Linked DNA regions of Mus musculus: all the other regions are linked to region 1. A link is a contact called in public Hi-C, HiCAR-type and promoter capture Hi-C data. All regions are on one chromosome and are shown on one strand. The core of a region is the stretch at or near the end of the contact, and the rest is flanking DNA. Distances in the headings are between cores, read along the strand shown.

The links. Promoter capture Hi-C pulls out the DNA fragments that hold promoters and counts their contacts. A called contact is a pair of places that touch in the nucleus more often than the background predicts. HiCAR-type assays count read pairs that join an accessible place to other places.
Region 2: a contact with region 1 is called in a Hi-C map of B cells, with 5 read pairs. The contact joins the promoter of Map7d1 here to the promoter of 1700086P04Rik in region 1. A contact is called at or near these places in 2 of 39 promoter capture datasets (hippocampal neurons and pre-B cells), 1 of 484 Hi-C or Micro-C datasets (B cells) and 1 of 115 datasets of contacts at active chromatin or transcription factors (large pre-B cells).
Region 3: a promoter capture Hi-C map of the C10 cell line shows a contact between it and region 1, with 5 times the contacts expected there. The contact joins the promoter of Ago3 here to the promoter of 1700086P04Rik in region 1.
Region 4: a contact with region 1 is called in a HiCAR-type map of astrocytes, with 3 times the contacts expected there. The contact joins the promoter of Ago1 here to the promoter of 1700086P04Rik in region 1. A contact is called at or near these places in 1 of 39 promoter capture datasets (cranial neural crest) and 1 of 115 datasets of contacts at active chromatin or transcription factors (astrocytes).
Region 5: a promoter capture Hi-C map of hippocampal neurons shows a contact between it and region 1, with 8 times the contacts expected there. The contact joins the promoter of Psmb2 here to the promoter of 1700086P04Rik in region 1. A contact is called at or near these places in 4 of 39 promoter capture datasets (cranial neural crest, hippocampal neurons, liver and 1 more) and 1 of 484 Hi-C or Micro-C datasets (B cells).
Region 6: a promoter capture Hi-C map of pre-B cells shows a contact between it and region 1, with 4 times the contacts expected there. The contact joins the promoter of Sfpq here to the promoter of 1700086P04Rik in region 1. A contact is called at or near these places in 3 of 39 promoter capture datasets (hippocampal neurons, liver and pre-B cells).

The regions. Positions count from the first base shown.
Region 1 is chr4:129,055,442-129,059,997 of GRCm38.p6, reverse strand. 1700086P04Rik (a long non-coding RNA gene) reads left to right here and starts at 1,845. Exons shown (of 2, transcript XR_868180.3): 1 at 1,845-2,210. Rnf19b (ring finger protein 19B) reads right to left here and starts at 1,854. Exons shown (of 9, transcript NM_029219.2): 1 at 1,102-1,854. The coding sequence starts at 1,727.
Region 2 is chr4:126,254,343-126,258,898 of GRCm38.p6, reverse strand. It overlaps Map7d1 (MAP7 domain containing 1), which reads left to right and starts at 2,580. Exons shown (of 18, transcript NM_001347198.1): 1 at 2,580-2,882. The coding sequence starts at 2,837.
Region 3 is chr4:126,427,547-126,432,102 of GRCm38.p6, reverse strand. Ago3 (argonaute RISC catalytic subunit 3) reads left to right here and starts at 2,561. Exons shown (of 19, transcript NM_153402.2): 1 at 2,561-2,835. The coding sequence starts at 2,817.
Region 4 is chr4:126,465,845-126,470,400 of GRCm38.p6, reverse strand. Ago1 (argonaute RISC catalytic subunit 1) reads left to right here and starts at 1,818. Exons shown (of 19, transcript NM_153403.3): 1 at 1,818-2,004. The coding sequence starts at 1,980.
Region 5 is chr4:126,675,244-126,679,799 of GRCm38.p6, reverse strand. It overlaps Psmb2 (proteasome (prosome, macropain) subunit, beta type 2), which reads right to left and starts at 2,157. Exons shown (of 6, transcript NM_011970.4): 1 at 1,955-2,157. The coding sequence starts at 2,045.
Region 6 is chr4:127,019,517-127,024,072 of GRCm38.p6, reverse strand. It overlaps Sfpq (splicing factor proline/glutamine rich (polypyrimidine tract binding protein associated)), which reads right to left and starts at 2,772. Exons shown (of 10, transcript NM_023603.3): 1 at 1,853-2,772; 2 at 1,069-1,257; 3 at 505-806; 4 at 304-399. The coding sequence starts at 2,656.

The DNA.
Region 1 (4,556 bases), core at 596-3,095:
AGCCTTTAAATCCTTTGAAGCAAGGGTTCACATACCTTTTTACTAGCATTACCTTTACACTAGGCGCTGCAAGTGCCCGAGAGTCTTCTGCCCCCAAAACATGACACACAAGAATATAATTAATCTGTCCAAGGTCACAGAACAGGTAATGGCAGTCTGACTCCCCATCACACTGAAGAGCCCCTTCTTGGCTGCATTTGACCATTCATATATTGGAATGATAGAGACAACCAAGTTTTTTGTTTTGTTTTGTTTTAAAGAAAGGGGGTGGAGGACCTCCACTGAAAGCTTCAGACAGAGAAATCAGTAATTCCTGCTCTAAAGAGTATTTTAACTCACTGACCTTTGAAATCAAGCATACATGGAACATTAAAAAGACTGTCATACAGATTTCAAGACTGAAAAGGTAGGCAAACACATTTTCTCACACCAGATCAACTTCTGGGTAGACACCGCCTCTGAGCCCTATTGATTTTTCTGGTCAAAAAGTCTGTTGTGACTTTGCCCTCGGCAGCACGTTAGGAACCACAAGGTGCCTGCCAGTGGCTTAGCACAGCACGCAGTGCCCAGGGTGCCCCTAGAGCTGTTAGTGAGCTGCCTTCTCTCATCATCTGCATCTCAACTTTCAGCAGCGGTTGTGTGGAAGAACACGCCTTCTGCAATGCTGCTGCTAAGTGCGCCCCTAGCCATATGGACACACCCCTCGGAAGCGCGGCCCCTTCAGTAGGACATTTTCATTCTCTCTCCTATAACAAATATTCCTTCTCAATCATTACGATAACACGCACATACACACACCTCTCCCTTCCTGGGCAAAGAGAAAGAAAACAAAACAAAACAAAAAAAACCCCTGCTCACCCGGATATTCTGACTTAATGGACAGTTCCCTTCTCTTAGCACTCAGCCACCACCTCAAGCCACCTCAAGCAAGTAGGTATAGGGTGCTGAGTGCCATCAGACCGGTTGCAAGGCTGGTCTGAGGGTCGGTTACTCGTGATCGTCCGTCCTCTACCTCCTGCTGGGCACCATCCTCTCCTCCCTCAAGGTGTGTGACACCCGTTGCACCCGGGACGACCCCCGCGGCCACGCCCCCGCGCTCACCCGCAGTCAGGGGCCGGACACCAGCGGCAGTCGGGGTCCGAGGCCAGGTACCGGCGCAGCATGAACTCTTCGTACTTGTGCATGAGCGGCGGGTCGGCCAGCAGCAGACGGATGTCGTGTGGGTTGAGCCGCTCGCTGCACTCGGGGCAGCTGATGGGCACGCGGCTCTCGCTGATCTCCAGGCGCAGGTAGTGGCGGAGGCAGTCCCGGCACGAGCGATGCGGGCAGCTGAGGAGGCGCGGGGCCCGCTCGGGCGGCAGGCGCACCAGGCACAGCGGGCACTCCACCTCCTCCGCGCCGCCGCCCTCCGCCGCCTCGTCCTCCTCCGGCCCGGCAGCCACGGCCTCCGCCTCAGCCTCGGCAGCGGGCTCGGAGGGCAGAGCTTCCACCGGCGGGGCCTGAGCCTCAACCGGGGCCGGAGCGGGCGGCGGCGGCGGCGGCGGCGCAGCCGGGGGCGGCGGTTCGGCCTGAGGCTTGGTCCGGGCGCGGCGGCCGCGGGCCGAGGCGGAGAAGACGCTGTGGAAGGTGAGGCGCCGGCGCCGGCCGCCGCTGCGGCACTTAGGGTCGGGGGCGGCCGCATGGAGCGAGGTGGAGCGCGGCGACTCGGAGTCCTTCTCGGAGCCCATGGCCCGCAGAGGCTGAGGAGCCAGGGGCGCCCAGCGCCGCCGTAGCTCCCGCCTCAGCGCCCCCTCCCAGCCGGCGCCCCGGCCGCCGCCGCCGCCGCCACCGCCTCGGCAGTCCTCCCAGAGACAGAAGCCGACCAGCCGCTACGAAGTGGTTATAAAGCCTCCGCCCCGCGCGCCGCGGGCAACTGCGCAGGCGCCGGCCTCAGACACCTCACAACCCGCGCGGCCCCGCGAGAGGAGCTGGGCGGGGCCTGGAGGGCGGGGCCTGCAGGCTGCGGCGAAGCCCCGCCTTCTGCGGTCAGGTGGTCCGGCGCAGCCATATTTTGCACAGGCTCCACCCTCCGTTCCTTGTCCAGGAGTCAGGGGTCTTCTTTTCAATGAGGATGCCTTCATTTCGTCTGTAAAAAGAAGACGAGCGTTGATCTGGTAGTGATTCCCGCCGATCCACCGCCCAACATTTCTGTTGATGCTAGCCATTAAGTGGTAAGGAATATAGTCACTCATTGAAGATCCTCAAAGTGAGCCGCACTTCTAGATAAGACAGGCAGGCTCCCCTATCTTCAAGAATGAGTCCAGAGTTTTCATTCTAGCATTTGCTGTTTTCTGTCAACTAGTGAACTTACTCCTAAGCTGTATCTCTCAGGTACTCTGGTTAGTCACTGTTGGTAGAAAGAGGCCCAACAATTTCGCTTCTAGAAATGGTTTCTTTCAGTCCCCCTTCCCCAGTTCCTCTAACAAAAGACCCTTAGGCTTGGTGATGAGAAAAGCAAATACCTTCAACAGCAGCAAAGCCAGGTCAGGATTAGATTTTGGCTTAGAGAAATGAGAGAGGGAGGCTTATGATAGAGAATTTTCTTTCCATGAAAAATATGTCCGAAGATCGACAGTTCAAGCTTCTGTCTTAAGCTCACCTCATTCTGCCATATTCCAAACGGTGGGAAGAAAAATGTCTTATTTTAAGAAGACTGCTTAGGAAGTTCTGCCCAGTTTTGCTTGAATCTCATTGGTTAAAACAATCATCTTGATGCATCTTTCTTTAAAGATAAAAACAGTGTCTTGTTATTAATAAGGAATGGCAGTGAAGGCTTACAGTGATTCACTTGTCTAGCATGCCTTAAGGAGATGGGGGTGGGGATCGTGCAATGTAGGAACAGATATGTGAACATAGTAAGTTGTTTGATTTTTTTTTCCTGGCCAATACTTAAAACCAGATCCGCAACTCTTTAAACTTTTGAGATTACAACAACACAGCAAACGAAGCCCATTGGAAGAAATGTCCGGTAATGAAAACTAAGAACAGGGTCTAGTGGCCTAAGAAGGTATGATGTCATAGATGATCAAGCAGGTGTGATGTCATAGATGCCAAGACAATTTGTTTGCAAGAGGAAGTGGTCAGCCGTCAATTGTGACAAATGCTGCCAAGAACCCAAGAAAGAGAAGGACAGAAAAATATGACGGCTGGAATTGACAACACCAGGACTTTGTGTGTGTGTGTGTGTGTGTGTGTGTGTGTGTGTGTGTGTGTGTGTGTGTAGGGCAGAAGGGTAGTTTTCCTTAAGAAGAAAAGAGGTTTAATGCTAGATAGCTAAAACACACTTCCGTGAACACGTCACCAGCTCCAGCTCTTGCTGGGTCTGTATGACACTCGGCTAGGCTCTGTCTGTCGTGTTAACAAATATTCTAAATAGCTCGATGGCTTTAACGCAGGACATATTTTCCCCACCCGTGGAAACCTGCCTTGATGGTTACTCTTTGCTATCAATTTGGTTGGATTTAGAATCACCACAAAGGCACATCTCTGCTTGTGTCCGTAAGAATGGTTTCCCAGTAGCTGAAATGAAGAAGGTGAATAGTGGCACCGTCCCATGGGCAGAGGTTCTGGGACTGAGTCGACAGGAGGACGAAGCTGAACACCAGCTCTCTCTCTCTGCTTCCTGACTATGGATACAATGTAAGCAGGACCTCCTGTGACCAAGATTCCTCCTCCATGACAGCCTGTCCACTCAAACTGAGAGCCAAAATCAACCCTCTCTGCTGCTGTTGCTTTTATCAACTGTTTGTCAGAGAGTCAAGGCCTGCCTTCTCCAAGCTAAGTTACTTACTTAAAAAATTCTTTTTTTTTTTTGAGACAAGTGTCCCACTATGGCAATTTCTGGCTGTTCTGGAACTCACTGTGTGGACCAGTCTGGCCCTGATCTAAGAGAGATGCTCCTGCCTCTGCCTCCCACAAGCTGGGATAAAAGTTGCGTGCTGTCACACCCAGTTGTTAACTTTTCTTTTACACTTAGAGATTCTCCAGACGCTCAGCTCCACATTCAGTTTGCCCCAACAAGAGAGAGAGGGCTGGAGGCTGTTCATCAACAACTAAACGCCTCAGTTTCTCACAGAACTGTTAGCCAGAAGTGGTCACACAGGCTCAGTCCAACTGCCAGAGAGGCTGGAGCAGGTAGGAGAAAGGAGAAAAATGTAGGCTGTGTCGCAGGCAACAATCTTTCTGCCACGACTGACAGGAGCAGCTGTCAGACTCTAGTTTGCTGTCTGGTGGGTAGTGGTGCATGCCTGTAACCCCCAGCAGTGGGAAGTCCAAGTTCAAGGCCAGCCTGGACTACGTGAGACTGTTGAAGCAAGAAAGCGAGTGAGTGAGGGAAAGAGGGAGGAGGGAAAGAAAGATAGAGGAAAAAAGATGTGAAAGAGAGTATAAAAAATGAATGAAAAGCATCCCAGCTTGTTGGGAAGTCCAAATGTTTGTCTGTCCTGGGCACAGACTCCCAAACAGAGTCAGGCTCAGTTCATCAGGGCCACTCCCAGGACTTGGGCAGAAAATGGACC
Region 2 (4,556 bases), core at 1,331-3,830, 2.8 Mb after region 1:
ATCTTTCCCAGGTTGGAATCTCTTGCTCTTAGGCTCCTTTAAATCCACTGTCCCTCTTTATTCCTGAACTCTCCCCACTGTGGGAATCTCACCACTCCCATTTTTTTATCCCAGGACTGGGAGGTAGGAGGAAAACCAGCCCAAGCAGCTGGTCCCTTGTTGGGTTCTCTGCAGGGCTCAGTACGAGCCTATGCCCAGCTCTGGACAATGTAAACCTTAGACCTCTGGATTCACAAGAGACAGCCATGGACTCTAGTATCCATGTGATCACCTCATCCTGCAGATGGGATGACTAACAGCAAATATGGAATGTCATCTTCATCCTCTTTTATATCTGAGTTCCCATCATCGTCATCATCATATGTACTCAGCACTTCCTATATACCAGGCCCTATGCTAAGTACTTCATTTCCATTGTCTTACTTAATCTTTACAATGACCCTCAAAATACTTCATGGCACCATTTAATTTAATTTTTTTATTTATTGTGAAGCATATCTCATACATCCCAATTGCCCTCAAAATTGCCCCATAACCAGGGGTTTTTATTTATTATTATAAATACTATTTAAATATTATAATACTATTTAAAGGGAGTTTTATTATATTCCTTACTTTTAAAAATTGGTGGCATGTGCCTTTAATTCTAGCACCAGGGAGAAAGAAGGTGGATCTCTGTGAATTGGAGGCCATTCTGGTACACTGGGTGAGTTACAGGCCAGCCAGGGCTACACAGTGAGTCCCAATCTAAATATATTTTTTCTTTTGTTTGTTTATTTATTTATTTATTTATGTGTGTGTGTGTGTGTGTGTGTGTGTGTTTGTGTGTTGGTTTCTCTGTGTAGCCCTGGCTGTCTTGGAACTCAATCCGCAGACCAGATTAGCCTTGAACTCAGAAACCTGCCTCCCGGGATGAAGTACATTCTTAATTCTACATAGGAGTGCAGAGATCAGAGAGCAACTTGCAGAAATTCGTTCTCTTCTACCATGTGGGTCCCAGGAATCCAACTCAGATCATCAGGTTTGGCTGAAAGCACCTTTACCCACCAAGCTGTTTTTCCCCCTGAAGCCTGTCTTGAAAGTCTGATCCTCCAGCCTCCACCTTCCAAGTGCCGAGATTGCCGGCCTGTGCCATCACGCCTGTGCCATCACGCCTGCTTGATGTAGTGCTGGAAATCCGAGCCCAGGGCTTAGTGCACGCTAGGCAGCCACTGTGGGCTGCACTGCACCCCCACATCACTACTGCTGTTTATCAACTTTAGAGTTTCAGGAGACGTGTCACTCTCGTTGCTGGCCTTTAGCACCATCCTTTTCTAAAGTCACTCAGCCTCCACCTCGGGCGAATCTTCCCTCCCCCCTCCCCCCAGGGTTCAAAGCGCCAGTTACTTACTACTGGGATAGAAACTGCTGCTAGGTTGCCTGAAACTTCTCCCTTTCCCTGAATCGTACTCCCTGCCCTCTCCCTTGGAATGACTGTTCTGTGGAGGTGCTCTAAGGAAGGAGGGTCCAGTGGTTAGGAAGGGGAAGGAGAGACAGGGAGACAGTGCCTCCCTGGCCCTAATCTGTGGACAACTAGAGAAATGACCTCCAGGTCAGGACAAAGAGCAGGGCTAGGATAGGCAGAGCCCAGCGGCCCCTCCTTCCTCCCTCCAGTCTGGTCCTCTCTGCACCAGTACCTCTACTATCGATCCACCTTCCCAGCAAGCTCCCTGCACCCTGTCCGAAGCCAAGCCCGACTTGGCTCGAAGCCCTCACCTCAGCGGGCGGGCATTGAAACAGGAGATAGGAGAGCCCACTCCAGAGCCCCGAGTATTTTCGGGGAGGAGGGTGAAGTGAGGCTTACTACTCTTTATCGCGACGAGCCGTAGGAAAGAAAAATCCTTCTGGAGAGATGTGGGGGCGGGGGATGGGGGTCTTCTGATGAAGGTAGGGGAGGCTCTAGGCTAGGACCACCCAGTTTGGATCAGGGAGGGCCCCAGCAGATTAGAGACCTGAGTAAAGCGCCTTACAGGGTTGTAATTACTCCCAGAGAAACAGAGAAGACACCAACCCTAGGGTGCAAGAGGAAAAGCGCCTTCGCAGCCATCACCAGAAAAGAGAAAGGATAGCCCTTTTAGGAGTCTCCATGAGACCGTTCTTCAGGCGTTGCAACGCCCCCCCCCCAATAAAGATTTTTGTCTGAGGCAGGCTTGGGAGAGAATTTAGACTGCACGCTAGAGCCTCCAGCATCCAGAGAGAGAATAGGGGATCCTAACCCAGCACCCCACTCCCCTAGTCCCAGCGGCCGGTGAGTCACCCGAGAGCTCCCTACATAGTCTTCAGGCGCGCGGCACGTACCAACGCGCGGCCGCAGGGGGAGTCAGTGTGGCCAGCAGCGTGCCCCCAGCTCGGCGTCCGCCCTGCGGCGACCACAGAAGGAGCATCGTGAAGTTCCGGGAGCTGCATCGCAGGGCGGTGTCGGAGCCCTCTGGTTGTGCCCGTGGTGGCTCCGTACTCCATCACTGCGGGGGCGGTCATCCCCCGCGCACTTGGTACATTCGGAGAGGCCAGGCCCAGCCCGGGCGGTACAATAGGGTTGGGCCGCGACCAGGACTGGGCCGGCGCGGGGCAAAGGAGCAGAATCGCGGTCGCGGAGGACCGACCTCGGGTAGCTGGCTACTCAGAGCTTCGTTAGCCACCGGCCTCTACCTCTCCCACTCGGAACGCCGCCGCCTCTGGGTCTTTGCCCGCTGGGCGGGCCGGGCGGGATGCGCCGCGGGACCCTGGTCCTGGCCTCCGGCCGTCGCCGCCGTCGCGGCTGAGACCCTCCCCCAAAACCTCCAGTGACGCCGCAGCCATGGAGAGTGGCCCGCGTGTGGAGCCCGGCCCGGGCGCACCCGCAGGTAAGCCGGGAGCCACACAAGAGCGAGCCCGGAGGGGGACCGAGTAGCCGCAGGGCGGCCGAGGATGAGGCTGGCGGCTGGGCGGGGACCCCTCCCCCCCGCGCCCTCTGACCACTTAGAAGTTTAAAAATAAAGGCTGTGGCCGCTGCCGAGGCTCCGGGCCACGGACGCATCTTCTGACAGCTGCCTCCTCCCCCCAACCTCCGCGCCGGGAAGCACGGGGCATCGGGATCCGTGGGAACCCGGCTAGGGATTCGATGGGGTGACCCTTCTGCCGCAGCCTGGTGCTATCCTCTCGTCCCCACCCCCACTCTCCTTCGAGATCCACCCCAGACTCTGAAGATCCTCTTTTACTGAGCTGGAGCTACTGTCTTCTCCATCCTCCGCGGGCACGTGTGACCTTAGTCTTAATATGTGTGTTAGGGTACCAGATTCTCAGGTCTGGAACTATGCATACCGAAGCTAGGCCCTCGTACCCCCACGCCCAGGCCCTGGCCCAGACCTCGCCCCCACCCCATCCGTCCAGCTGCCGCGCAAAGGGCCTGTTGCTGTTGTGGGCCGACCAGGAGGGGAGGGAGACGAGGGGGAGGTCTTTAGCGGTGGCTGCCAAGTAACCCGCCGGATAAAGGCGAGGGGGAGGGGGAGGCGGTATTGTTTGGGGCGCGGGTGGGAGCTGGGGAGTGGGCCGCCTTCCCAAAAGCCAGGCCTACTTCAGAGCCCACCCAGTCTGATTTGGGACAGGAGTGACAGAGGTCTGCCGGCACCACGTCACTTCTTTGGGCCGGACTCTGTAGAATGAGGTGACCGCTCAAGGATGGCACTCCCTACATGCCACATCATTCCCTCAGACTGAGGGTTTTTGGATGCTTTACACACACACACACACACACACACACACACAGAGTCTCAATGCCCTAGACCACCAAAGCTCTCCTTTCCACCCCTCACCCCACCAACCACCAGTGTTCTGGACTTCTGCAAACCCCATTCTATCTGGGAGCAGCTGACGAGGGGGTGGGGACAGAATTCTGGTTGGGCCCCGTGTTGGAGGGAGGACTCTTTCTTCCTGGAAGGGGAGGGAAAAGCTTGATTACTGAGGACCCAAGTCCTGATCCACTCACACAGTCATCCCCACATTTCCAGAGAGTTCCCAGCCTAATCCTGTCACCTCCCTGCCCCCTGGGGTGTGGAGCCCCGGATTGAGAGCATCTATAGGGGTGGAGAGCACCCAGGATGAGGTGGGGGCTGCTTGGCTGTGGGTGGGCTCCTCCCTGTGTCTTCGTGGTGCTTGGTGGGGATCTATGACATGTAGGTGGAGATTGGTGGGCTTCTGGAGGTTTACAGACTGTGCTGGCAACGAGGGTGGTCCAGTTTGTCTTGGTTCCACGGAGCCTGAGAGGGGACACCTAGGGAGGCCCAGCCTGGTCTAGCCATCTGCTTACTGGTATTTTGCACCTGAGAGTTCATGGCACTGGGGTGTGCACGAGAGCCCAAATGAGGGCAGGGACACAGCCTTAGCCGGGGCTGGTTTATAATTAGGGCACTTGGATGAGTGGCCCAGACTGTGTATGGGGGCAGGGGTGGGATGCTTGGCTGTACTTGAGGGCCTAGGTGAGTGCGGAAGGCCACATGCAGAGGTCTGGATGAGAAAACTCTTCTATTCACAGGGATCTA
Region 3 (4,556 bases), core at 1,312-3,811, 2.6 Mb after region 1:
TCTTCCCTAACACAGGAAGGAGACTACAGACACATGAAGGGCTGTAGAATAACAGTGGCAGTTGGGAAGAAAGTGAGTATTCTTAAATCCCTGAATCTCATTTGGAGGCCTCAAGGCCTTACCACACGTTACTGTAGGAAGTTTGAAATGCACTGAGCATTTGGTATTTTAATGTGCTTTGTCATGGCGACTCATGTATTCGTGTAACTATTTGATACCCTGGTATTTTTGTTGGGTGGTTCATGTAGTTTACTCCTTTTTAAATTTGGTTGTTTGTCTTAATGAGCTATGAAAGCATATAAAATTCAAGAAATAAGTTCTTTGTTGGAGATAATATGTGTATATATACACATATGTGTACATATATATGTAATTTTTCCTAACCCATGTCTTGCCTTTCGTTATGAATAGGAAAAAAACGTCCCATTTTTATGTCCAATTTATTAATGTAAAGTTAAATTTACTGTCTTTCTAACTTTTCTAGTTCATGCTTTTTTTAGTCGTATTTAAAGAAAATTTGCATTGTCTGGCTGAGGTGGCTGCTGGGATGCTCAGTGCACAGTGTTCACTGCTTCCTCTGCACCTGAGACTTTGTACTGTTTTATAGATCTTCCTTCTGAGAACCATCGATGCCATCAGGCATAAGCCACAGTTTTATCCTACTTCTTGAGCCCTATCCTTGAAAACAATCCAGCCAGCCAGCCAGCAAATAGTTAATGTGCTCTTACAGGACAGCAACAAGCATTGCTCTGGTACTGAAGGTGTGGCAGTTAACAAGATACACAAAACTTTATGTCCCCAAGATTAGGCTCATTTGGAAATCAGTTACCCCAAACAGTATTTGGCCAGGGGAAAGTCTCATACAACTTTTCATCGGCAAGAATCTCCTAGACCTTTTTGCCTCCCTACTTTAAATTTTAATTCATGAGTTTTTCATGTGGGTTTACCCTAAAACAGTAAAAGCAAAAGTAGATAGGAACCCATCACAGATATTTGTTGGATTTCACTGACTCTAAGGACGCAAATCTTCCTTCAGTGTTAAAAAAGGCAGCACCTTCGAAAAGATGAATCAGTGGTTATGATCACTGGCTGTTCTTCCAGAGAACCTAAGTGCTTCCCAGCACCCAGGATGGCTCACAACTGTTTGAACAGTTCTCAGGAATCTGCCACCCTCTTCTTGCCTCCAAGACACCAGAAGTGCAGAGACCAGACACCACCACACACATTTGAAAACAAATAAAAGCATGCTGTTTGTCACCACACCATGTTTTTCTGGAAGCTAGTTGAGCTTGCATTCATTCAAAGAACTAGTTCCAGAATCAAGAGATTGGGGGTAGGATAGGTCCTTCCACAAGTCTGAGATTTAGTTCTTATGGCTTAGGTCAATATGGATTGTATATAATCAGAGCTTGAACATGACTTTTAAGATGTGCTCATTCATCTGAGGATGTGATATTTTAAAAGTGATAAGAGTATTTCTTTTCAGTCAACAGGAAGAGAGGCAGAATTGGTGTGCTAGATGTGGCTTGGAGTCACTTCCATGTATTAAATGTTTATTATGTAGTCAGCATATTTATTAAGTACCTCAAAATTGTAACTATTGTAAATATTTTTGTTACTAACATTTGGGAGGTTTTTGTTTTTTGTTTTCCTTTCAGTTTTTCTGATGAGGAAACTAAAGTCCAAAGATAAAGTGACTAATCCAAAAACCCAAAACGGGGAGGGAAGGGATCGTGAAAATAAAATCTTTCTCAATTCTCTTTTTTAAAAAAGAAATATATGTCAAAACATTACTGGTTCATTGGGACACGGGGAAAAATACTGAATCATTGCTAAGCTTGCATGAAGTATCTGGTTTCACGAAGCCAAGTATTTTTAAAAGACGGACTATTTGCCGGATAATGAGCTGGGTCTAGTCTCCCAAAGGTTCCAAGTCAGCAGAAAAGCACCAGACTGGATCGGATCGGGGAAACTGGAGGCTGACCAATTTAGCTGTAAAAGTCTCGAGTCCCAAGGAAGAGAAGGTTTAGCAGGTGTTTAAACACCGGAAGGTCGTTTAGGTTCCTCAACGTATTGGGAGACTGTTTAAACATAAACGTAATTCCATCTGGTATACATGGAACATCCCGTTTCTTGTTCATCCGTTTAAAAACTATATTGAACTTGTGGTCACCGCCTAGTGCACGTGCTCCAAGCGGGTGTGGCAGACGGAGCTGGGAGGGAGGATGCCCTTGGCTGGTCACCCGCCACTCTCAGGTAGGATGTACCTCAGGTAAGCTCCGCGGGCAGGCAGCGATGTCGCCTCAAGCAGCGGTCCTCACCCGGGAGGCTGGCACGGGGAAAGCTGGCCTCTCGCTCGGGATTGTCGCCGTCAGGCACAGCGGGTGCAGGGCGACCGCCCATCCGCGGCTCCGCCCCAGCCAGGCACCGGCTCACCCGCCCACAGATCCCCAGACCTTGTTGCTCCCGCAAGGCTCTGGCTCCAGGCGAGCTGCCGACCCGGAGGGAGAGCGGGGCGGGATCCGGAGAGCGGAAGTGACGCGAGCGGGCTTCCGGGGGCGACCGGGAAAAGCGAGCGGCTGCGGCGGCGGGGCGGCTGGCGGGTCGGGAAGCTGCACGCGTCAGCATCTGTGGGCGACGCAAGTTCCGGACCTGGTTCCAGCGTCCTCACTCAGGACTGTCGCCGCTCTTACCTCGCTGCAGGCTGTCTGTCTCTCCCGACTGTGCCTCTTGTGCCCGGAGCTTTCCGAGGGCGTCCGCTCCTCGCCTCTGTGGTGGCACCCTTCTCTCGTGAAGCACTCCCCCCAGCTCCATGAATGGAAATCGGCTCCGCAGGTGAGGCGAGCTGCGGGACAGGGCAGGTGGGGTCGTTACCCCGATGTTGTCCCCTGAGCATCCTTGTTCCTTCCACTTCAGGTGCTGTCAGCGCACATAGTGAGGGAGTTGCGGGCTTTCAGGCCCGATGCGGGTGTCCTCTCCACAGCCCAGGGACCTACACTCTTGGGGTCATTGAGTTGGCGAAACTACAAGGAGGGCTTAAGTTTGGAGTTCTGTAGGTGATGACATCCCCCTAGAGTGCTTTCCCCTGAGAATGGAGAGAAGTTTGCCCTTGCTTTTGGAATTCTTGTTGGAAATATAAAGGGCGCGCTTGTCCTTTAACCGGGTCGTGTGTCCCATGGATGCAGAACAAGTCAGGCATAACCCTTATCTACCTATTAGTGTAGTTTGAGGATACTCTGAGATAATCAATGATTACGTTTCTAATTGGTGCTCGGGCGACGTCAGATGCAAGATGGCATTGCTCCCACCCCTGGTTCTCAGTGTCTGAGTGTGTAGTTTCTGAGGAGCTCGGAGATGTCCTGTCGCTCTGGACCACTGCTTACTAGAAGGCAGAGCTTCAGGATGCTGACACTATTTCCCCTCTATTTTCTATTCCCTGCACAGGAAATCTGGAATTTAGGATTTGTCTCTTGAGGAAAAAAAAAAAAAAAAAAAAAAGAGGTCTTGAGAAAGGAAGCCGGCCTGGATAGTGCTTGTCTTTAAAAAGGAAAAAGTAGTCAGCGATTCTAAAGTAGTTGATAGAGTAACATGAAATAGGTGTTACATAACGGCCTGCTGGCCCAGCAGTCACCCTGTTCTCCAGTTTGAAAGTTCTCTCCATCCACAAGATCAGTAATATATTGTTTTCATATATTTGGGGGATTGCCTTGTTATTATGTCCTAGCAAGTCACTGAATTTCATATCTCATCTTGCCAATTTGAAAGGTCCCCAAATATAAGAGAAAAAAAAAAACCCAAAACTAAAACTAGCAACATAGAAGGCCTTCAAATCAGTTCAGGGCATAATTGTCGAAGGGATACAAAAAGGCATTTCCTTTATTATGTGGAATTTCTTTCTACTCAGTGTCTACCATTTTTTCCCTTTCTATGTTCCATTTTTTTTCTCATATTTTCTTAACAGTGAAATATGTCTAGGCTGTGAAGTTTTGGACTCTTATTATCAATATGTGTGTTTCCAGACTGTATTTTCTATGCTTTAAAAGTTTACATTCTGTCTGTACTGCTTTTACTTTATAAGATAATCTGATTATTTCCAGCTCTCTGATTTTTACATAGCTACCCTGTTGCCAAGCCTGGAAAACTAAATATGACATTTAAGGTTGTGTTAATCATCTACCTAAAACTTTTGAAGAGCTTTCCCCCAAATTGAGTATTTTCCCTATTTGGGCTTTTTATGTGAAAATATTGACATGTGTTGATTATTTGTGATATAGGGCCAACTACTCAGTTGATACAATTAGCTAAGCCTGACTCAGTAAAATGTACCTTTTCTTTTTGGGTGTTGTTTTGATAAAATATAGAGCAGTTGATGTCTTCCCATCAGGGAAGGTATAGTTAAGATTTATTAACTAGTTTGGCAATGGTGGCTCACACCTCGGTCCCAACATTCAGGAGGCAGAGATGGTTCAATCTTTGTGAGTTGGAGGCCCGCCTGATTTACATAAAGAGTTCTAGGCCAGCTGGGGCTACTTAGTGAGACCTTGTCTAAACAAACA
Region 4 (4,556 bases), core at 569-3,068, 2.6 Mb after region 1:
TCACACTAAGTAGACCAGACTGGCCTTGAACTCACAGAGTTCTGCCTGCCTCTGCCTTATCAGTGCTGGGATAAAGGCCTGCGCTACCCCACCCACCTGAGACATACATCCTTTTACTCAGCATAAGGCCTATGACTCACTCCGAAGGCAACTCACAAGCTGAAAGGAAGCTAGGCATACTAAAATGAATGTCTTTAAGTTCATCTCACTAGTAAGGTGTGAACATCATCCATCTCCTAAACTCCTTCTCCTTTGTATAGCATCTGATGTAAGGTGAACATTGAAAATACATAGAAGCTGGGAGTGGTGGTGGCCAGCTTTCATTCCAGCACCTGGGAGGCAGAAGAAACTGAATACTGTGATTTGAAGGCTAACCTGATCTATATAACAAGTCTCAGGCCAGCCAAGAGCACATAGTGAGACCCTGTCTCAAAAAAATGTGTGTGTGTGTGTGTGTGTGCGTGCGTTTGTGTGTGTGTGTGTGTGTGTGTGTGTGTGTAAGTTACGTTTGAGCTGGGTCTCTCTGTAATTACCCCATCAGTGCAGCAGACCAAATGAGAAGGTTATGTGAGACGATCAAGGAATTAGCTGTGGTGCTTCTGGCAAGGTAAGAAAAGGGTACCCACACTAGAGACTATGAGAATGACAGGGAATGCTTTGAGAGCACTTCATAAGGTAAGCATGTCAAGACACAGTTGAATATAGCAAATAGACAAGGGAGACAGGAGCTGATATTTTTGGCATGGAGATGCAGTTCACTGAGACAGGACAAATATATGTATTTTGTAGGGGAAAAAGAAAGGGTTAGGTTTGGACTTAAGTTTGAATTGTTAGATCCAGCTGGAGCTGTCCAGCAGACAGTAGGAAATATGAAGCTGCAACATGGTAACGTATAGATATTTGGGCATTAAAAGTGGATGAAGCTGTGAAGAGGCAAGGGGAGAGTAGAATATAAAATTCAGGTCACTACAGTGAACAAAACAAGAGGAGCCACTGAAGAAAGCTCTTCAGGACAGACATTAGGAGACTTAAGAAAATGTGAAAGCCAAGGAAAGTCTTTTTTTTTTTTAATTTTTAAGAAGAGATATAGTTTCAGATGCTGCAGGGAAATAATAGGAAATTAGCCTTTGGGGTTTGACACAAAACGTCATTAAGAGATTTGGTAGGAGCAAACGTTCTGCAGACGAAAAAGTGGAGGCAGGTGCTTCCTGCAGATAGAGAGCTCTGTCAGTGTCAAAACTGTTACACCGGCCAGAATAGGCAAGGTTTCTAACACATTTGTGGTCTCAGCGCCAGGCACGCAGCCTGGAAGGGTGGGTGGCATTAATGAGATCAGCGACTAGGGACACAGAAAGACTGACTTAGCAGAGGCAGTCAAGACTTAAGGGTGAGGGTGATTGGGAGAGGTGGGAGGCAGGGCCTTTGAGTGATTGGGTGTTGGAGGGGGAGAGGGTCGGGGAATGGGTGGGAGCCAGGCTCTGTGTTGATAGCGGGGCTGTGGATAGGTTTCCAGAGATCTGTTTAGGGAAAAGACAGGGCCCCAGGCTGCAGCCGGGGAAGGGGTGTCGCCCAGCCCCTCCCCTCTTACGCCACTGCGCGGCTCCGCCACTGGAGCCCTCCCGCCAGGCTGCACGGCTACGAGTGGCCGCCAGAGGCCGCTGCACGGTCCCCGCGCCCCCGCCCCTCTCCATTGGCCTTTGTTGCCGTCGAGCGCCCCGCTTGACTCGTTCCCGTCCGCCCCATGGGCCCATCGGTCGCGCCTGCGCACTGGCAGCTACTCGGGCGCTAGCAGGGGGAGCTGCTGCAGGCTCCGCGGCGGCGGCAACGGAGGCTGCGGGGGCGACAGCGCGAGCGGCCGGGCTTCGGGGGGGAGCCGAGCCCGGCCCGGGAGCCCGAGCAGTGCAAGTGCGAGGTACCTAGGCCCCTCACGCTGGACTCCTCAGTCTCCCGGCCGCCTGTCCTCCGCACGGGTATATGGGATGGAAGCGGGACCCTCGGGAGCAGGTAAGGGCCCTCGGGGACTGGGAGCAGTGTGTATTCCAAAGCCCTATAGGCTCTCGCGGCATAGAGCATGGTTGCAGAGTGAGGAGAGGGGCTCTCAGGGGATGGGGGGCCCATTTTGAAGGGGGTTGTATGCAGTTCCGGCTGAGAACCATGTGAAGATCTGAGACCCGGGCTGTTTGTCCTAGGAAGCAGTATACTGTCCCGAGGGTGAGAAGTAACCTGGGAGAAGGGCCTGAATGCACGGTGTCCTTCCGTGAGGTCTGGGGAGGCCTATGGGGAGGCCCGGCAGGTGGCAGGGGGGCGGGCTCCAGGTGTCCTGGAGAGGAGGGGGGCGACACAGATGGGCCTGGAACTACCGCCTGTCGGGGGGCGGGGGCTCGGCCGTGCTGGGCTGGGCTAAGCTAATGTCTCTGGGGAGTAGGCGCCGGGGCTGGCCTCTGAGCTCCGCCCAGCTGGGCCTGAAGCGGGGGTGAGGGTCAGGGGGCGGTGGGTGGGGATTTAGACCAGGGATTTCCCCCCTTAGATTGGGGACTTGAGTGGTGGCGCGGGAGCATGCGCGGAGGTACCAGCCTGAAGGGCTGCCCTATGTGGTGGGGGCGTGGCTGTTGGAGTATCCCTCCTGTGCCCCTGGGTTTAGGAGGAGTGTGCAGTCTCGCAGATTCTGTTTGCGTAGTACAAATGGGAATTGCCTTCTGTCTTGGGGGAAGGGTGGGGGGCGGTCTCTGACACTTGGTCCTTAAACCCCGGAGTAGCAGTTTGTCAAAGAAAGGGTCGAGGTCAACTGCCAGAGTGCATTTTCTGCTGCATGAGGATGGACGGGGACCAAAGCCTTGCTTTATGAGCTACTTCTCTCAGAAGATAGGCCTTAGGAAAGTGTTGGTCACTGAGAAACTAGGCCCACATGTTTTTCAAGTTTCTAGACCACTCCTGAGAAGAGATGGGAGCTTTTAATCTGAAGATAGTGCCCTCCTTTTCCATGAATTGACTCTATATCACAATATAATCTCTCTATATACCTGTGCCTCCTGTTTCCTAGTGGATCTTTTCCCACGTCAGGAGCATGTCATTAGACTCAAAGCTGCCAAGCTTGTCTGCCTGATAGAAACAAGTTGTTAGGCAGACACACTGGTGGCGCACGCCTTTAATCCCAGCGCTGGGGAGGCAGAGGCAGGCAGATGAATGAATTCAAGGTCAGCCTTGTCTACAGAGCGAGTCCCAGGACAGTGTCTCCAAAAAACAAACAAACAAACAAACAAAAACAACAACAACAAAAAGAAAACCAAAGAGGGGAGAGAAGAGGGAGAGAGAGAAGAAAAAAGAAGCAAGATGTTGGGGGTGGGGCAGCATTGACCTGATAATAGCTCTAACTTACTTTTCCTATTTAGAGGATACACACACACACACACACAAGGAGGAACTGATCTGTAATGTGTACTGATTGTATTTTCCCAAACACAGATAGCCTTGTTAGGTAGAGTGTAAATCCTTATTTTCTAGGTTGGAAACTACTACCAACAAACCCGGGGACTATAGAGTAGGACCCACGTCCAGACAGACTGACGAAAGCTTATGTCCTGAATTGCTAATGGTTTTATCCTGACGAGTGTCTGATGGGTTCTGGGGTGATGAAGAAAGGGGGCTTGTTTGTTACAGGACAGAAGGAAGCTGCCAGGTGAAGGGCTGGAGAACTGGAGTCAGCTGGATCATTGGGAAAATGCTAGTGGCGTCATCAAAAGACGGAATTAAAATTCAGGCTGGGAACTCTGATGGAGGGACCCCATAGCTGTTTCCTTCTGGGGCTGGACTGCTGTTCTTTTGGAAGGTGCTGGAGTATTCTGAGAAGACTCAAAACACTGTTGCTCACGTCCAGATGTGCCTTCAGTGAACTGGTGTGTTCGGGCATGGCCTGGCCTGAGAGTGCCTTGAGGGTAGAGGTGCTGTCCGACTTATCTGTGTGACAGTGCAGCAGTTGCTTGGCGTCTGGAGGGCCTGACACAGAGAGCATGTTTATTAATTGACTCAGATCATTCAAGTGTGAGCATATGGTTAAACTCATGTGCCTATTCTGTAATTTGTGTCTATGCATGTGGGTGGTTAATGTTTGTGGACAGATATTTTTCGAGAGATCGGCCTCAGTCCTTGCTTGCCCACCACCTGATTGACCGAGGGTACACGCCCTCTGAGTAGTCGGCTGGCTTCTTTAGAAGATGTGTGAGCCCCTGAGTCGCTGGGGAGGAATCCTGAGCCTGGGCCTTGAGCTCGGTTACTTTTCCTTCTCAGTGCTTGTAGGGGATGGGGGAGGGGGAGTGTCATTTTCAGGGCCCCTCCCTTCTTGCTTTTGTCTGCAGGGAAGGGCCCCGCCCCTTTCCCCCTAGGCTGGAGCTTTGTCCTCTGTGCTGGGGCCCTCATCTGCATCACAAAGTGGCCGTCTGTCCCTGTCTGGGTCTGAGGGGAAGTGTCTTCCTTTCTCAGACTAAAAGCTGGGGGCAGGGCGAGGTTGGGGAGTAGAGACTGTACAGCTGTGCAGCTTTCCTGGGGACAGAATGGCAGAG
Region 5 (4,556 bases), core at 908-3,407, 2.4 Mb after region 1:
CCTAATCTCTCCCCACGGTCCATCCCTAAAGTCTCCTCCTCTTCTTCTTAAGTCTCCAAAGCTTGACTGCTCTAGTCTCAACTCAGCAAATACTTTCTAGTTTGTGTTACAGTTATTTTAACACACATCTGACTTTTACTGAATTACTAACATTGTGTGTGTGTGTGTGTGTGTGTGTGTGTGTGTGTGTGTGTGTCACACATAAGTGTATGGGTGTACCTGTCTCACCCGGGACAGAGAAGGACATCAGGCCATCCCTCACCTTATTCTCACGCAGCAGAGGCTCACCCTTTGGGCCTGACTGACTGACTGACTGGTCAGTGAGCTCCCAGGATCTGTGTTTCCTGCTCCCAAGTAGGGACACAGCCATGCCTGTTTGATCTTTTTTCTTTTAAGTGAGTACTTGGAATTTAAATTCTTCATGCTTACACAGCAAGCACACTGACCTACTCAACTATCTTCCCAACTACATAGTATTCTTTTTTTTCTTCCTCTTTTCAGTCCCTAGCACTGTAAAGAACACAGAGAGGCATGAAACTTGTCAAATGAACTTTTAATCCACTGAACAAAAGCTAGATATCTTTCAAACAGTAACATGCCTATGATCAGTCATGAAAACACTCAAGATTCTGTGGGTCAGTTGTCACTATAAAGGTAGTGAAGTTGTTAAGGGTAAAAGAGATCATTTTGCATAATGTCTACTAACTTGTTTTTGGAGTGCTGAGGCTGGGGCCTTGTATATGGTCGAAACATATGTTGCCACTGAATTGTAGACTCAGTCCCAAATTACACAGATTTGAACCTAGGTTCTACCACCTGTAAGCTTAGAAACTTTTTCTTTGATAATTTTAAAATTTTTATTTATTTATTTAGAGACTCTCTCTCTTGTTCTGCACAGGTGCACATTGCCACAGAACAGGTGCACAGGTCAGAGGACAACCTGCAGGATGTTGGGGTGGGGTCTCTTCCTCTGCCATCTGGGTTCTGGGACCAAACTCCGGTTGTGAAGCCTGGGCAAAAGCATCTTTACTACTGAGTTATTTCAACATCTCCTTAAGAAAGTTTTGTACATATACACACATATACACACACACACATACATATATACACATACATAGATATGTATACGCACACATATATGTACACACACACACATATATATGCATGTGTGTTATATATAATATATACTATATCTATACATCTTAGTTATACATATTCTGTCTCCAAAACTAACTGCAAGAAGGGCACATAGTAGAGCCAAACTTTTAACAAATTAAAATGTTAACGATGGACACACCTGATACATATATGCTTCAGTTTGTTAAGTGTTTGTCCAATGCTAACTCCTTCACTCAATCCTCTCAACAAGTTTTGAGTTGGTTATTAGTAATTTGAGAGATAAGAAAATCTGGGCACGGGAAAAAAAATAACGTACAAAACTCACAGAGCAAATAAAGAGAGGCCATCTCTGCTGCATTCCACTATTTAACGACAAGTAAAATCTAGCAGCCAGGGAAAGGCGGAAGAGGCTCTGAGGTGAGCCACTGAAGACAGCGGAAGCAGAGTGGAAATGCCAAACTCTGGGGAGTCTCACTCTCCCCAAGATCCCACCTTAGGGCACCCACAAATTATAACTTCTATCTGGGGCGACTGAAACTTGCCAGAAATTCAGAAATTGGAGGCGCCGGGCACACACTTGAGCTCTCATAAACTTAATTCCCTCACGCTGAGCAACTCTCACCTAGCAAGCCTCATCTGACCCAGAATCCCAAACTAGAGCCCTAAGCTTGTCTGCCGGCTCCCCCGGCTTCTCAATCCTGCAGTGCCAGCAGGGCAGAGCACACTGGGCTCCATCTTCCAAGCTGCCCAGAGGGAGGCCCACGGTCCCCTTCACCAACTCCCGCCGACTGCCCCTCCAGCCAGGCCCGCCGGGCCTCCCCCTGCTTCCTCTCACCGTCCTTCATCTGGACAATATTGCTGGCGGCCACTCGGTCGGAAGCGACGAGGACATAGTCTGGGCCCTGGATGCCAATGAGGTACTCCATGGTGCCGGGAAGCGGGAGGCTGCAGAGGCCACGGACAGGGACACTTCCCGGGTACACGACCTCACCAGTGAGACAGCACACCCGGACTGAGCTGGGGGTGACGCAAGACGCGCGACGGCCCAGTCACTGGCGCGGCCCAATGACGTCACCTCTCGCGAGAGAGCAGGCGGGAGCTTGGGTGCTTTTCCGCGCTGAGATTGCGGAGTGGGCTGGTCTAGAGGTGTGGTTTGGAAACGTAGCTGTGGGTGATGGGGCGTTGCGTTTCCTTATCTACCAAGTCGAATTTTAGAGTTTGCACGCAAATCAAGCCGTACCCTGTGTAAGAAGTACCAGCACGTGTGGGTGCTACAGAGGAGAGGAGGTCTTCAGCTTTCTGGTTTTCATTTCCTTGCTCGTTAAACAAACGGGAAAATTTTCCCTGCAAGCCAGATTGAAGAACAATTTCCCCGAGCCATAGAGTTAAGGACCAGGGGAGCAGCCTAGGACAACACATCTCAAAAGCAAAACAAACAAACAAACAAAAAACCTACTTGGCGGTGGTTCCCTCTTGAAATCCTAGTACTGGATAGACAGAGGCAGAAAGCACGTTAGTCAAGCCTGTCCCTCGAACCCACGGTAGAAAGAACAGACTCCCCAAAGTTTTCCTCTGACCATCACACTAGCGCGTTCATCCCCAATACAAATAATTTTTAAAAAAAATTTTAAATTTAAATATTTTACTATACTTCTGTTTCATTACATTTAAAATATTATTTTAAAAATGTATTTATTAATGTAAATGAGCTAAATACCTAATAAAAATGGGAAAAAAAAGTATTTATTTACACTCCAGCCATTGCCCCCCTCCCCAAAGTTCCTCATCCCAACAAATTTTTAAATGTTCACTTTTATTTACTTATTTTTTATATTTTGATTTGTCCCGACAGGATTTCTTGGCTACTCTGAAACTCACTCTTATAGACTAGGCTGACCTCGAACTCAGAGATCCACCTGCCTCTGCTTTCTGAGTGCTGGGATTAATGTATTGTGACACCACCACCCGGCCTTTTTTGAGAGATGGGGTATTACTACTATGTAGCCTTGGTTGTCCTGGAACTAATTTAATTGTGTTGACCAGACTAACTTCAAATTCACAAAAATCTGCCTTCCTCTAACTCATCAGTGCTAGAATTAAATTCCTGATCCACATGCCCTACATGAAATATTTTGGAAAGAGTAAGATAGGAAATTAGGGATGGACTGGAGAGATGGACCCGTGCTTAAGAACACTGGCTGCTCTTCTGGAAGACCTGGAATCAATTTCCAGTACCCATAAGGCAACTGGAAGACAGCTATCAGCAACTCTGGTGTATCTCTGTCCTCTGAAGGCACTTCACACACTTGATGCACACACATACATTCAGGCCAAAACCCCATAACACATAAAGTAAAAATAATTCTTTTAACAATAGAAAGGGTAATAGAGGAGAGACTACAATTAAACTGCATATAGAAATGTCTTAGTGAAACTTGTGACTTTGTACAGTTAATATACTTGTGCCGGCTAGTCCTCTGTCAACTTGACACAGACTAGAGCTATGTGAAATGAGGCAACCCTTAATTGAGAAAATGCCTCCATAAGGTCCAGCTATAAGGCTTTTCTTAATTAGTGATTGACGAGGGAGAACCAACCCATTATGGGTGGTGCTGTCCCTGAGCTGGTGGTCCTGGGTTCTATAAGAAAGCAGGCTGAGCAAGCCATGGGAAGCAAGCCGGTGAGCATCCCCCTCCCCCGTAAGGCCTCTACATCAGCTCCTGCCCCCAGGAGCTTGACCTGTTTGAGTTGCTCTCCTGACTTCCTTCAGTATTGAACAGTGCCATGGAAGTATAAGCTGTTTCCTCCTCAACTTGTCTTTTGGTCATGATAGTTCATCCCAGCAGTAAAACCTGTAACTAGGACCGTACTTTAATAATAAAACCTTTTTGCCAGTCAGTGTGGTGCACACCTTTAATTCCAACAGTCTGAAGGCAGAGGCAGACCGATCTCTGAGTTTGAGGCCAGCCTGGTCTACAGAGCAAGTTCCAGGGCAATCAGGGCTACACAGAAAAACCCTGTCTCAAAAAAAAAAAAAAAACAAAAAAAAAACCACAAAATAGAGTTTATTAAATATACATTATCTTTCGAATGTATCCAAAGGAATGTCTGCACAATAATCAAAACATTTCTGCACAGACTAATGTGTTGCACCACTGCGGTAGTGATGAAAAGAGGACCAACTTCCATGTTTAAGTAGAGATGTTTTACATATGCTGCTAATGGCACACAGTGATACACTACTCATCTATTCCAAAGAATGAGATGGGGCTGAGGTGATGGCACCATCAGTAAAGTGTTTATTTCACAAGCTTGAGGACCTCAGCTCAAAGCTCTGGAACCCACAGGCCTCACACAGTGCTATGTGCCTGTAGCCTCAGTGATGGGGAAATGAGGGGTGCAGGCCAGGGGGTCCCTGGGAACTCATGGGCCAGCCA
Region 6 (4,556 bases), core at 1,523-4,022, 2.0 Mb after region 1:
TTGTTCTCAAAAAAGAAAAAATAAATAAGAAAATAGATGAGACAGAGATGTGTATTAAGCATATTCAAGAAACACTGTAAAATGTATTCATAACACTGGCATGATGGCTCACACCTATAATCCTGGCACTTGTGTGACAGAAGTCAGGAGACTGTCAAGAGTTTTAGTCAGCCTAGACAACAGAAAAATTCTAGACCAACCAGCCAAAACCCAGACTAAAAAGTTTCTAATGTTCTAAAAAGTTCTAAGCAAAATTAGAAATCACTAACTTCTCTTTTAGAGCACCAAAAAGCTTAGTCTTACTTTTGATACATTGGATTCTTCTGGGCCAGCTTTTCAGGAAGACCATCTTCGTCATCTAACTGTTCAAGTGGTTCCACAATGACTGGGCGAGGAGTCCTAGTAACAGAAATTATTCCTCATCTTAACTTCCAATTTTATTTCGACTATCCCTCAAAATTATTAAAAAAAAAAAAAAGAAAGCATGAACTAAAGACAACTTACGTTGTCAGTAGGAAAACACCTTCACTGCATCTTTCAAATGCTTTTCTTGCTGCTGGCTTGGAAGCAAACTCAACAATGCCTTTCCCTGTAGATCTTCCGCGATCATCCACAATTACAACAGCCCTTTCAATAGGACCAAACTGGCTAAAGGCCTCTTCCAAAAGTTCGTTGGAAACATAAGGAGAGAGATTTCGAACAGACAGGGCTGCAGCGTGTGTGGCAAATCGAACCCGAAGCTGTCTACCTCTCATGGGAGTATCATCAAGCTCAGCTTTGGCGATTTCAGCCAAGGCTCTAGATTCCTGCAAATATCAGAAATACTTTTAACAACTTCCAAACTGGCTAGTGCTCAATTTTTTAATAACCCTTCCCACTTCTACCGCTTAAGAGCTTTCTTCAAGCCTCCTCCCAACACCCCGAGGGCTAAAGGTCTGTCTTTGAGGTCCTGCCCCAATGCACACTATTCTGATTTCTATTGATGAAAAAAACTTAAAGGCTCGTTAATTCTTCCCATTTAAAAGCATGCCTAAAAACTTTCACAAAAGGGAAAAAAATTACACTCACAAGCTTAATGAACCCGAACCCTTTGCCTTTGTTGATAAAAACTTCTCCGGGTTCTCCGTATTTAGCAAACAGTCTTTTGAATTCATCCTCTGTGATATCAGCAGGTAGATTCCCCACAAACAACCGACAGCGCTGTGTGTAAGTTTTTTCTCCAGGCCTCCGCAAGAGAGACAAGTTGGCTTTAAATCCCTAATAAAGAAATCGGACGGAATTCATACACCAAAGCAGGAAAAGTCTAGTGGTCCCAAAGTAGGCCATCGTGCATTCGTTAACGATCTCCCTTTTTTCCCATGAGGGCTAGCAGGTTGAACCATATTTGGGGATCCAACAGGATCACTAACTCTAATCCATATGAAGCAGAGTATACAAAATGCTTTGAAACACATCGCCTCTTTATCAGCAAACGCCAATCAATACACCTCTGACGTCAACAAATAGCTCTAAATGCAGACTAGGAAGACAGCACCAAGTTGCCCTGTTTTCTCCCAAACAGAGGCCTCCGACGTGCACTAGTTGGGTCCCAAGGGACCGGACCGCTAGCCTCTAGCGGATTACCGCCAAGACGTGAGGATGCCCTCCCGCTGGAAGCCAATCCCTAGCGGCCTCCACAGCCCGCCGCGCGTCCGCCCCGCCTGCGCAAGCATGCGCAGGAGCGCTTCCGGCAGGGGACAAAATGGAGGCCCTCTAGGCTGCGGGCGGGGGGGAAGAGGAAAAAAAAACGCCGAGGGTAGGCAGGCGCCGCCATCTTAGGGAAACGGACGGCTTTGCTCGAGAACCCGCTCACCTCCGAGTCGGAGATCTTCTCCTCCGTGCGCGGTCCCGGTCCGCCGGGAGGGGGCCCCTGGTGGTGCTGCTGGTGGTAGGGCGCATGATGCTGCCGGCCCCCACGGGGCTCGCCGCCACCTCGGTGTGGTGGCTTCGGGTGGCCACCAGGAGCGCCCATGCCCGGGCCACCTCCAGGCTTAGGCCCACCGGGCATCTTGCCGCCTTTTGGACCGCCAGGGCCTGGCCCCGGCTTAGGCCCCGGCCCGGCGCCCCCGGCGGGCGGTGGCGGAGGGCCGCCGGTCTGTGGAGGGGTGGTCGAGACTCCGCTGCTCGGCGTCGATGGGGGAGGCGGTCCGGGGGCGGTGGAGGGGACGGCGGGCGGCGGAGTCGGGGTTGGACCAGGGCCCGGAGGGGCGCCGGTGGTCGGGGGGTTGGCGGGCGGAGCCGAGACCGCCGGCGGAGGCGCACTGCTCACCCCCGGCGCCGAGCCGGGGCCTTGGGGGACGACGGGCTTGGATTCCTGCGGCGGAGGCGGGGGCTGTTGATGGGGCGGCTGGTGCGGCGGCGGCTGCTGGTGCGGCGGCGGCTGCTGCGGCGGAGGCTGCTGCGGCGGCGGCTGCTGCTGCTGCTGGTGAGGAGGTGGAGGCGGGAGCGGCGGCTTCGGGCCGCCAGGGCCCGGGCCCATGGGGCCGCGGTTCTGGTTGAGGCCCATGCCCGGCGGCGGAGAGCGGAAGTCGTGAAGGCCGCCGCGGCCGCCACCTCCTCCACGCCGGTGAAAGCCTCCACCGCCGCCACCGCGACTCCGGAACCGATCCCGAGACATAGCTGTAGTCAAGGGGCGGTCGAGGCAGAAGCGGAGAAGTCGCTCAGGGAACGTGGTTGCCACCTTGCTGAGCACAAAATGGCGGACGACACAAGCTGCGCGCCGCCTTTGTCCTCTTCTTAAATAGGACAGTTCGGCCTGGCCCGCCTTCCCTAGATTGACAGCTCGGACAGCCAATAGCAAGTACAGTACTTGATGATGAAACCTAAGTTTTTCCAATTGGCTCCCTAGTGAGAGGCGGGAGGTAGGGAGGGCTGGGATTTCCATTTGACCAATAAACGGATAAGAAAGTGTCTATACGCCTTTGTGATTTGTTGGAAGAAATTTGAATGGGCATGCCCTGCAACTTTCGCGTGAAATTAAATATCCAGGGCCCTATCAGCTCCTGATAGCGCTGAAAGGCTATTTTCTTTCCTCTTATGAGTAGTCCGCTATTCTTGGCTAACATCTTCGCTGGGTTCAAGGTTATAAATTGAACTTGTGCTGTCTCTTATTCCTACGCCAATGAAGTTAGAGTCAATTTCACAGAGTTTAATCTCAACGGTTTTACTTTTATTGAAACCCTATCAAAGGCTAGCAGATTGGCAAACACGTGAGCCCAAAATTTGGGAGGAGGAGGCACTAGTAATCAGGACTGCAAGTTTATCTTTACATTATCAATTACATTGAGTTCAAAACCAGCTTGGGCTACATGAAACGTAATAAAATAAAAATAATAAAATAAAATAGAAGCCCCGGTTGTTTTGGCATATGCCTTTAATCCTAGCACTCTGGAAGCAGAAAGGACTCCAAGTTCAAAGCCAGCCTGGGCTGCATAGTAAATTCCAGGACAGCCAGGACTGCACAAAGAAACCCTGCCTCCAAAAAAATTAATGAATAAATAAAAGTAAAGATTTAAGAAAAAGGAAGCCGGGTGTGAGTTCCAGGACAGCCAGGGCTATACAGAGAAACCCTGTCTTGAAAAACCAAAAAAAAAAAAAAAAAAAAAAAAAAAAGGGAAAAAAAAAAACATTATTTCATAGCAACACGTTTGTTGTAATACTATAAAATTTGCCATTAGGTTTGAGTGAATGCAGTCTTTGTCCAAGAGGGAAAAGTATGGAGAGAGCTGAGGACACAGCCTTTGGGGTTCTGGCTTGTGTGACATGCAGAAGACTCACTTTATTCTCCAGCAGAAGGGTAAATGAGGTAGATGTGACTCCATGTGTGTGTACAGTAACAATTTACAAGCACAAATCATGGGAGAGGAAATTGTTTTTGATTTTGTTCAAGACGGGGTTACTCTGCATAGCCCTGGCTGTCCTAGAACTACTTCTGTAGACCAGACTGGCCTCAAACTCAGCCCTCCACCTGCCTCTGCCTCCCAGGTGCTGGGACTAAAAGCATGCATCCACCAGGTCAGCCGAGATTTCCTTTTTATTCCCTCCCTTTAAAGCTTCATGAACATTGGGTTTTAACCGGGATGGGGCTGGTGCATGCCTTTGATCCCATCAGGCATGTGGTAGAAGCAGTCATATCTCTTGAGTTCTAGGCCAGCCTGGTCTACACAGTGAGTTTCAGGCCAGCAAGAAAGATACATAGTGAAACACTGTTGAAAAAAAAAAATGTTTATGCATGGCTGAGGCCATAACTCAGTCATAAAGGGCTTGAGGCCCTAGATTCAACTCTCAGCCCACAACACTAATGTTTTGTTGTTGTTTTCTTTTGTTTTATGATATTTAGGTATCAATAAGTACTGGTATGAAAACAAGCAGCTGGCAGCATCTCTTTTCCTTCAGATTTCCCAACCCCAATAGTGTTGAGCCAGGAGGATGGTTGGTTCATCACATACAGGTCCGGCTACCAGCTTGACAGTTTGAGTTCAGTCACTCAGACCCACAAGGTGAAAGGAGAGAACCAA